2 separate regions of the Cyprinus carpio genome follow, and region 1 is linked to region 2. A link is a contact called in public Hi-C data. All regions are on one chromosome and are shown on one strand. The core of a region is the stretch at or near the end of the contact, and the rest is flanking DNA. Distances in the headings are between cores, read along the strand shown. Region 1 overlaps LOC109093762 (protein Jumonji-like). Region 2 holds the start of LOC109093762 (protein Jumonji-like).

The links. Hi-C and Micro-C count contacts between places; a contact is called where the count stands out from the background.
Region 1: a contact with region 2 is called in a Hi-C map of red blood cells, with 1.7 times the contacts expected there. The contact joins the enhancer-like site here to the promoter of LOC109093762 in region 2. A contact is called at or near these places in 4 of 8 Hi-C or Micro-C datasets (liver, red blood cells and skeletal muscle).

The regions. Positions count from the first base shown.
Region 1 is chrA19:15,284,324-15,289,186 of ASM1834038v1, forward strand. All of the region lies in intron 3 of LOC109093762 (protein Jumonji-like), which reads left to right. Among protein-coding and RNA genes, the nearest start is that of LOC109093761, 66 kb to the right of the region's middle. Within about 2 kb of position 3,053, at least 1 of the 8 cell types and tissues checked has an H3K27ac peak or open chromatin away from gene starts, as enhancers often do.
Region 2 is chrA19:15,216,368-15,221,262 of ASM1834038v1, forward strand. It overlaps LOC109093762 (protein Jumonji-like), which reads left to right and starts at 3,092. Exons shown (of 18, transcript XM_042776727.1): 1 at 3,092-3,151. The coding sequence starts at 3,107. It overlaps LOC122148816 (a long non-coding RNA gene), which reads left to right and starts at 2,317. Exons shown (of 2, transcript XR_006162639.1): 1 at 2,317-2,874; 2 at 2,956-3,030.

The sequences.
Region 1 (4,863 bases), core at 1,803-4,302, 68 kb after region 2:
AGAGAGAGAGAGAGAGAGAGAGAATAAAAAAAATTTTTTTTTGATTGACAATTGTTTGTGTGTGTTCAATTTTACTGAAGCCTTTATAGAACAGAGCAGCTGGACATGATGGAAGATGGATTTAACGATGATGGGATGTGTACTGAGCAGATTTGAACTATTAGAAACTAAGTAAACTATGTTAGAGATCACAGTCAGTCTACAGTGCTTGTTTAGCTCTAAAAATGCAAGCCAAATAGATGGCATATTACACAAACAGCACAAAGCAGTGTTGCGTATGCTAAGCATTAAGAACGTCTATTTGGCAGTCACAGCATAGCATCACATCATGGTATGGTCATTTTCAGAATATCGAAAGATTATAGGATTTATCAGTAAAGTAAGGCTTAAGATGAGGCCCAAATTACAGTTTTGTCCAAATTAATCTAAATCTAATCTAATCTAAAATGTCTCTCTATGGACTCTGAGTCTGAGATATCATACCAACACATCAAAATATACCTTTACTTACTGTTATTTAGATCATTCTTTTTCTATATATCACCTTGTTGGATCCATGAGGGCTGTGCTTTTCATCCTGTTATCTTAAAGTTGCCTCCATGTTAATACATGCATATGACTGAAAACAGACCGAATGAATCAGTGTTGCACACAAAGGGTTTATACACCCCTCCTCCCCACTCTTCCCTCTTAAAACTCAAACATCTCTGCCCCCGGGGTCTATCAGTGCCTGCCCTCTCTTCACGGCTCCATCCATCTCTCTCCTGCAATCATTCATCTCTTTCTCCCTCCCTGCGAGCTTCTCCCCTGCTCCACTCATCTGATCCGGGGAGAGCTAGAGCCTGCTGTTGAGATTAGGAGTGACTCCAGCCGCTGTGGAATGCTTTGATGCTGTGGGATCTTGAGGGGGGAGGGAAGGTGCTGACATCTGAGGGGTTGTCCCTTTTACCCCTGGCACCGCCAATGTGCTTTTGTTTGTGGAAGCCCCCCAACTTCTCCTGTTTGGCACAATTTGGTGCTCTTTTAGAGGTGAGTCAGCCTTAAAAACAACTGCACACACTAGAATCCCAGAGTGCATGCAGTACCAATTTTACTTGAACTTCATGCTGTATACTCAGGACTGTGGAGAGAGATCACATTACCAAATATTTCACATCACACCAACAGAGATCAAAGAACACAACTGGCCACTCAGAAGAGGCTTGTGTTTAAGATTCTACTGCTGATGCACAAGGGACAGCTTTGGTTATTTAATGTTAGAGGTTGTGACTGCCTCCTGTGATTGGAGGCAGATCAAGTGGAGGAAACTTTGGAAAACTTTTCAACATGCAAATGATTAAACATGAACATGCTTCATGTAATTGCATGCAATGTAAACCAGTAACCATGTGTGTTCCTACATGCCACCATGATATTAGATCTCATCCATATATTTCATTTATAATCATCACATTGTGTCCTTTGATTCCTCACTCCAGCTCACAACAGCTGTTGCATGTAAAGAAATGTAACATAAAGGTTACCAAAGCATTTTGTCACCCCACCTTTCTTAACCTCCTATGAGCCCCAAGGATCCAGTCACTGTTTCCTTTCCAATGGATCAAACCCAACTCCTCTCTCTTGCCGTTGTCCTGAAAGCTAATCAATGATACAGAAGAGCTCCACATGTAACATCAGAGCTTGGTGTTTTTTGAAGGGCGAGGCACAGGGATTAGAGGAGGATGAATTGGGACATCCTGCCATAATACCTCCCTCTGCACCTCCCAGCAGGTGTTCGTCCTTCGCTTTTCCCCCCTTTTTGTTGTTTCACTTGACTGCCCATTCGCTTTTTCACTCCACTTCTCTCTGGCTCTCTCCAGCTGGGCTGATCTACAGGAGGTCTGATTTACTCTGACCCCTTTGTTGTACCTGTATCTTAAGCACCACAGAAGCTGGAGGCAGATGCATTGAAACTTGAGGCAGATACTGTACTTTGACACTGGAAACATCATTTGAATGCAGATACAATAAAAACTTAAGGCAGATTGGATGCAGGTACATTGGACCAAAACTACTGACCCTAGGTCTTCAACCCTGCTCCTGGAGACCCACTTTCCTGCAAAATTTATTTCCAACCTAGTGATCCTTAAGACCTTGGTTAGCTGTTTTAGGTGTGTTTGATTAGAACTGGAGGTAAACTCTGCAGGGCAGTGAGTCTCCAGAAGCAAAGTTGAAGACCTCTGCTGTAGAGTCGGAGGCATAGACCTTGAGAATGGTAGAGTACATTTCAGGCAGTAACTTGAAATCCGAGACTGATTTGGAGGCAGATACCTTGACAACTGTTGACCAACTTGGAAGCATAGGCCTTAAAATCCGTAGACTGATTTTGGAGGCATAGACCTTGAAAACTGTTGACCAACTTGGAGGCATAGAACTTGAAATCTGTAGACTGACTTGGAGGAATAGACCTGGAAAACTAAAGACCAGTTGGTTGGAGGTGGTAACTTGAAATCTGTAGACTGACTTGGAGGCATAGACCTTGAAAACTATAGACCAATCGGTTGGAAGTGGTAACTTGAAGGCTGTAAGCTGATTTGTTGTATAGATACCCTAAACTGTAGGCTGATTTGTAAACAAATGCATTAAACTGGAGGCAAATTTGCAGGTAGATATTTTGAAAACAGTGGCAGAATTTGGAGGGAAAGATACATAGAAGCTAGAGGCGGATTTGGAGGATTACACTTTTACACTGGAGGTGGAAATATTGAAATTCCTGGATGCCTTCTAGTCATTTCTGTTTATACAATTAGAGAGATTAACATAAATGCACCCATTACCCTTTAAAATTGACCTTAGTCACAGGTCTTCATCATGGGTTTTCACCATGAGCTAAATGGTAATAGGATCAGAGCCCTAGTTCCTGGAGTGACCTTACCCCGTTGTGGTTTTTATCAGCTGTAAATTATGCATGAGCTTCTTGTTAAAAGACTAGCATTGTAAGAGAACCCATATCTGTCCCATTAAGGAGTGCACAGGCTGGGAAGCTCCATGGGGCTATTGTGTTGCGGTGTCTCTCGCCCACTGAGGAAGGTTAAGACCAGCGGAACCGGAATGCCCAGATCAGTCATTCTCATGGCCCCTCTTTACCCATCCTGTCTGGAGGATGTGGTTAGATCCCATCTCCACCCTTCATCACTCATGTTGCAATTTACAGACAGCCTCTCTCTGAGAAATACAGAAGGTTCAATATATCATTGTTCCCTGGTTGACAGGAGAGTCTTGAAGTTGAAACAAAGTTTGTTTGGAGCCTGGTTTTATTTGGAGCGCATCATGAATTTGTACAGACACGTTATAATTTGGGACAGCCACAACTCATGCAGATAGTCCTGGGAAAATATGTAGAGCTTGAAAACACTGTAACTCTCTAAAACCTAACAAGTTTATGTGCTGCCTACTTAGGTCACTGCCTTCTAACGAACCTTCACAAGGTGCTGAATTGAAGACTCTACATATGCAATAATGCCTTGTGCCACATGAATAGCATTTGACTCGTATGATTCCAATAAAGTTTGAATTTAGCAAGGAGGCTAGAAAAGTCCAATTTAATGGGATGCTACTATTTTTGTCAAGACTTTTCAGCATTTGAAGAAATACATATATTTGTCTTCATTGAGTTCGGTGCAATGCATTCTGTGATTGTCTCCCAAAAGATTCTCGGTTTCTGTCTTAGAATTTGGCCAAAATTAGGTATCTTAGAAAGTAGAATAATGTTGCTTCCTACCTTTTGGAACAGCATTTGCATTTTGAGTGCCTACAATGCCTTTAAAAGCTGTTTAGGGAACTCGCTAGGTTTTGGAACAGAGCAATCTATTAATGTATTTCGTTTTAAGAGTATAAGAGTCATCAGATGTTATCATAGTCATTCTCTTTTCAAAGAACTCACTCATTTGCATGAAGCCAAACAATATCCCAGGAAATTTTCCCATTCCTGTGTGAACTAAACGTATTGTGTGTCTCCCTCATCTATTTGAGTTTATATCATGTGAGGGTGTTTAGACTATATAGATGTGGTAACAGACATGCATTAAATTTCAAAATGCTCTCTGTATATTGTGTAGTTATTACGGTCATGTCTGCTATCCCAGCATGCACCTCTATCTCTGTCACTGGATGCTTGCATGCCAAACAGTTGGCCATTATACCCTGTAATGAGGAACAGATAGGATAAATTGTCCAATAAAAGCAGGCCGTCTCTGAGATTCAGAGCAGTCTAGACTGACTCGATGAACCGTGACATCCTTCGTTGTTTTACTGGATCTATTTTTTTTCTTGAACAGCTGCATCAGAACAACTATGGTGCTTAGTCGCGTAAATACTTCTAAAGCAGCAGTTTTCAGCTCCTAAAAATATTTAGGTTTCTTATGAAAACCATTGCGAGAAAAAAAAGATTGTTTTCTTTATTTCTCCTGCAAAGTATGAATTCTCCCCTGTACCAATCTAAATGAGGTTACACCTCTGCCTGAAACACTTTAGCAATCAATAAGTAATGGGGCAGCTGGCTGGCTTGTAAGTGCTTTGTTGAATATCTAGCAGCAACGTTTTAAAGGCTAGGGTTTTTACTCTTGTGTTTGTTGGCTGAAATCTCATTCATCTGTCATCTAGTCCTCCAGTGATCTCCAATGTTATGATGAACCTTTTGCATGTGTAATCTCCATTAATTAAAGTCAGTGTTTGGGTGTGGAGCTGCACACCTCATTTGAACAGATGATGCCAGTTTAGAGAGTGATTATGTGTCTTTTTGAAACATAACAAGTTTGTTGTGTTTTATTCTTTTGTACACTTAAATTTTTTCCCCTGTAAATAAACTACAGTTCATTGTAATTT
Region 2 (4,895 bases), core at 1,842-4,341:
AATTGCAGCTGCTGCAAGGACAGGAAGTACTTATGTTTCACTTTTCCTCTGTCTGTTTTTTTCTCCCTGTATCTGGTGTCACTTCCAAATAAAAATTAACAGAACTACTCATGTAATCATGTTCTCCCTACAATTTATTATTGATCAAACATGGCGGTGTGCTGCCAAGACCATTAAATGTGCTCCATTTAAATTTGGAAAGCTAAACTATGCAATGTGATATCTGTGAAACACCAGGTTGAAATTAAATTATTCATCTTTTATGTATTGATCCACCATGATCCCTGTTCATGCAATTCATGGGCAAGTTGAGGCTTTGATCACCATTTGTACAACAACTCTACAGCACGAATCAAATTTCTCATATTACTAGTATATATGGACGATAAAGCTACACCAGCACAAACATGTTTTATGTACAACACATTAAGACAACATTGACACCTTTTACAAGTAATAACTAAAAATGAGATCTCATGATTGCTAAACAGCTTTATTACTGCTTCAGGTTAAACACAAACTCTCAGGCCTGTGATATAACAAACTAAAGTCATCTATACACCTACCTAAATAAATAAACTTTTATAAAATATACTTTCATTGTAATATAAAAACATTTAGACATTATCATAACCTTAAACTGGAAAGCAGCTCTGGATAGAGTTAAGTCGTAGGCTAAGATCTTGGTTTATGCACACACAGATGCTAAATGGTGCATCTTTATAAATAAAGGCCAGGTTTATCTTCATCTGTCATGATTTAGTTTCTATGCAAGGGTTATTCCATTATCACCCATGATAACTAAAAATGAGATCTCATGATTGCTAAACAGCTTTATTACTGCTTCAGGTTAAACACAAACTCTCAGGCCTGTGATATAACAGACTAAAGTCATCTATGCACCTACCTAAATAAATAAACTTTTATAAAATATACTTTCATTATAATATAAAAACATTTAGACATTATTATAACCTTAAACTGGAAAGCAGCTCTGAATAGAGTTAAGTTGTAGGCTAAGATCTTGGATTATGCACACACAGATGCTAAATGGTGCATCTTTATAAATAAATGCCAGGTTTATCTTCATCTGTCATGATTTAGTTTCTATGCAAGGGTTATTCCATTATCACCCATGATGACAAAAAATGTGAATATTCTTGTTTGGTGTGACAAACTTGTTTTGTGAATTACTTAAGCAGTCCTCTCAGATTCCTGTCATTGTTTCAAGATCTGATTGTGACTCATTTCTACAGATTCATTTCACTTTTTGTTCAATTACCAGAAGTGTGTTAATTTAATAAACCTTACGTCTAATGCACACTAACACTCACCTTCACAGTTTTTGCATTTTTTCAGTCGGTGAATAAGAAACCCTCAGATCATGTGCCCACCGATGCTCTTTAGACAGGCCCCAAGAAGAGTTATTATAATTAATTAAAACTAAATTGAAAAATAAAAAAACAAAATTAAATATATAAAATATTTCCATTACTTACATAACATAAACATCAACTGAATAATATAAAATACAAAAAAAATAAGTTTTATTTCAGCTAGTTGCAAATGTAACATTTCTCATTTTAATTTAGTTTAACTTGATGTACTAACATAACTAAAACTACTAAAAATAACAGACAAAAAAAAATCATTATAAATGTAACAAGTTAAAAAAGGATACATTCAAGTATTAACTGATTCAAAATATTAATACAAACTATAATAGTATCTCAGTGATACTAAAATAACACTGGCTCAAAGTAGTTACAGAATTACCTTTGGAAATCATGCAAAATCAACCATGGTAAAGAATGATTTAATAATTGCCTAACAAAATCTGGTATTACTTGTTTAAAGTACACACAAACAGTGCAAAGAACAAGTAACTGTGAGCCTTTAAAATGTGTGCACACCAACATCCTCTATCTTGCAGTGTTTGCTTTGGCATGTTGGCCCTTCTAAGAGTTCGACTGAAAAGCATTCAACCAAGAAATATATAAAAGTATAGATACAAAATCAGGGAATATAGTCAGAACTATCAACTCATTAATGAGCAACTGTTTGGGAAAGATGTTAATGTCATTTAGTGTTGTACACTACAGTTGAAAAGAATCTACTTGTTTAGGGAGTTTTACTAGTAACATTACACAGTACTGTGTTAGGTAAATGTCGCTTTTAATTATAAATAGTAAAATGTTTTTTAACAATTAGTCAAAACTGTTTAAATATGAAAACAGGTCTACCGTGGAGAAAAGAAACAGACCGTGTCCCCCCACCCCCCACGATGAACACAAACATCTCTAGAGAGCAGAGGAGTCTTACAAAGGGGCGAGTGAGAATTCCTAACGCTGCTTAAAACTGCTCAAAACCTGCATCTGTCAGCTGTCTTGTATCCATTGGAGCTGGAAAATGTTTAACCGCTCTTCCTTCTTCACACTGAATCAATGCTGTTGACTGAATATCCCATTCTTTTATCCAGTAACTTTGAAGTAGACTAGTGTTCGTTTTTGTGACCCCGTGGGGTCATTTTGCGACGCTCCCTTAAGGCAGGCGTCCTTTTAAAGTTACCGCTGAGCGTGCTGTCGGGGTGTGAGGCTGCTTAAAGAAAGAAGCTTCGCCTTGTGTTCAGAATCAGATGTGGTGCTGCTGGAGAGTTCACTCACCGTCTGCTAGCTCCAGCCAAAACGTACCACGAACCCTTTTCCTTTTTTAGTTTTTTATTTATTTCATCCGCTCCTCTGATAAGCCTTTTCAAAACAAGATGTAACTCCCCACCGAACATTTACATCCTCATTTGAATAAACCTACATGCTTTTAAAGAGCCGGGATGAACATCACTGATGGAAGTTATTGTGGCTGATGGTTTTAACTATGGTATGCCGATGTGATTGTTTATTTTTCCCTTTACCCTTGGCGATGGATCCCTGATTTTGGGTAATTCCACGATTCTACCAGGAATCATCAGCGATCGAAGAGGGAATTCTGCACAGCCAAGCGAACTACAGGGGATTTAAATCGCATTGCTCCGGGGGGAAAAGAATGGATGGAGTCAGTAAGTTAATTCGTGTGTTGTTTCTTTAATTAATAATTAATTTTTTTTTGCAGAATGAGCAAGGAAAGACCTAAGAGGAATATCATTCACAAGAAATACGTAAGTAGCGATTGTTTGTATGCGGCTGACCTTAAGTTTGTTCCATGGTCTCGCGCTTGTGTTGATGTTAAATGCGTAAACTTTGACCATGGATGGCTCTTGTTTTATTTAGTCTGGATTTGAAAACCAGGCGTAAATGCACCGCACTACGTGCACAACACTTGAATATATTTAAATGGTTTTTTTCTGTAGTTGCACAGACGTAGATCTTCCTCGCTTTTCCCCTGGTATCCTCATTGGGGATGTTTATGTTTTGCACAACAGCTGTTAGCTTACAGAACTCATTTGCAAACCTGGACGCGTTTTGTTTTGGGTTTTTTAGTACCAAACAAACTCCAGCGTTAAAACATCATTGTGATCAGAACGGCTTTGTTTGCTCTTCATTGCTTTCCGTCTCAAAGCCGCGAGGACAACCATATCGCCCTCTTTTATTCCGGGATTTGTTTCCCCGAACTGAATTCTGCAGGAATACGTGGTATAAAAGCAACTATCCCAGTTCCCCTGGCATATTTGATTTGTTTATCTCGGGTGTAACTCGTTCTTCTTCAAGTGTAAGCAATGGGCTCTTAAATGTTTTCAAACTGTGCAAGGAAAGCATTTCCTCTGCTCTTGACGACTGAGACGACTCCAAAGTGGTGGCCGATGTAGTGTAAATTTATTTAAGATTCAGAAGAGTGAATTGTCTTAAGTTTTTTCAATTTAAGCACAATGCTCGACTCGAAAACATTAGCTTGAACAGCAGCCAGCATTGTGGGTATTACTGTGGCTGAAACTCTTTTTTGCTTGCTTTTTCTCGGAGAGTTTCTGCACGTTTTATTGTTTAAACTGGTTAAATATTAATAATACACAACTTATTAGATTAAACGCATTGGGTGTCATTTATAGTGGGATATAACCAGTCGCATTGCAGAGGTTCGCGTTTAAAGCAAAGCGACCATTTTACCGTGTCTCCAGCACGATGGGTTAGTGAACCGGCGAACTTGTCGTAGTATAACTGGAGAACCGGGGACTTTATAGGGCTTGAACTTTCTGGCTAGTGATTTGGTCTCCTCGGGAGCGGAATTAAGCAAGACTACCATAACAAAAGCCCGAGTCTCCTCAGAGACGGCCGAGCAAACCTCGTATCAGTTAACCCTCAAAGAACTGACTGACTCTTAGCCCGAGTTTTCCAGAGCTTTACCTGTAGTTGAGGAAGAGTTTCTTTTGTCGTAGTTTGCGAGACTGTTGTTACTTCCTTTATCGCTCATGTCCTTACTTTATTTTCCTATCAAACCAAGCCAGCGCCGAGAAATAAATTCCCGCTGGCGCGTGAAAGGGTTAGCTCGTGCAACCAATTTGGTTTGTCACGTGACCTCATTTAACTTTTTTTTTTCCTTCCCCCAAGAACAACATTTTGCTACCTGGGAATTATCTTTCCGCTTTAAATGTCTTACTGAATATGTTTTAGTCCATCAGCAACAGGTTAAAATGAGTGAAACAGATATTGCGAGGGTTTAGGTTATGATGACGCACCACGGGGGCAGTTTCCACGCACTTTATCGGCAATGCTCATGACATCTTATCGCTTTCCATAAAGGTGATGGGAATTGTCTATCTTTGCGTGCTTTTGTTCAACTTAAGCCGTCTCGTATTGTTAATGCAGCAGTGTGACGGAATTACTTTTGTTCACTGACGAGGGAAATGAAAGTGATGACAAAAGTAGTCTATCCCACCACGTGGTGACTTTAAGAAGAATGATTCAGTT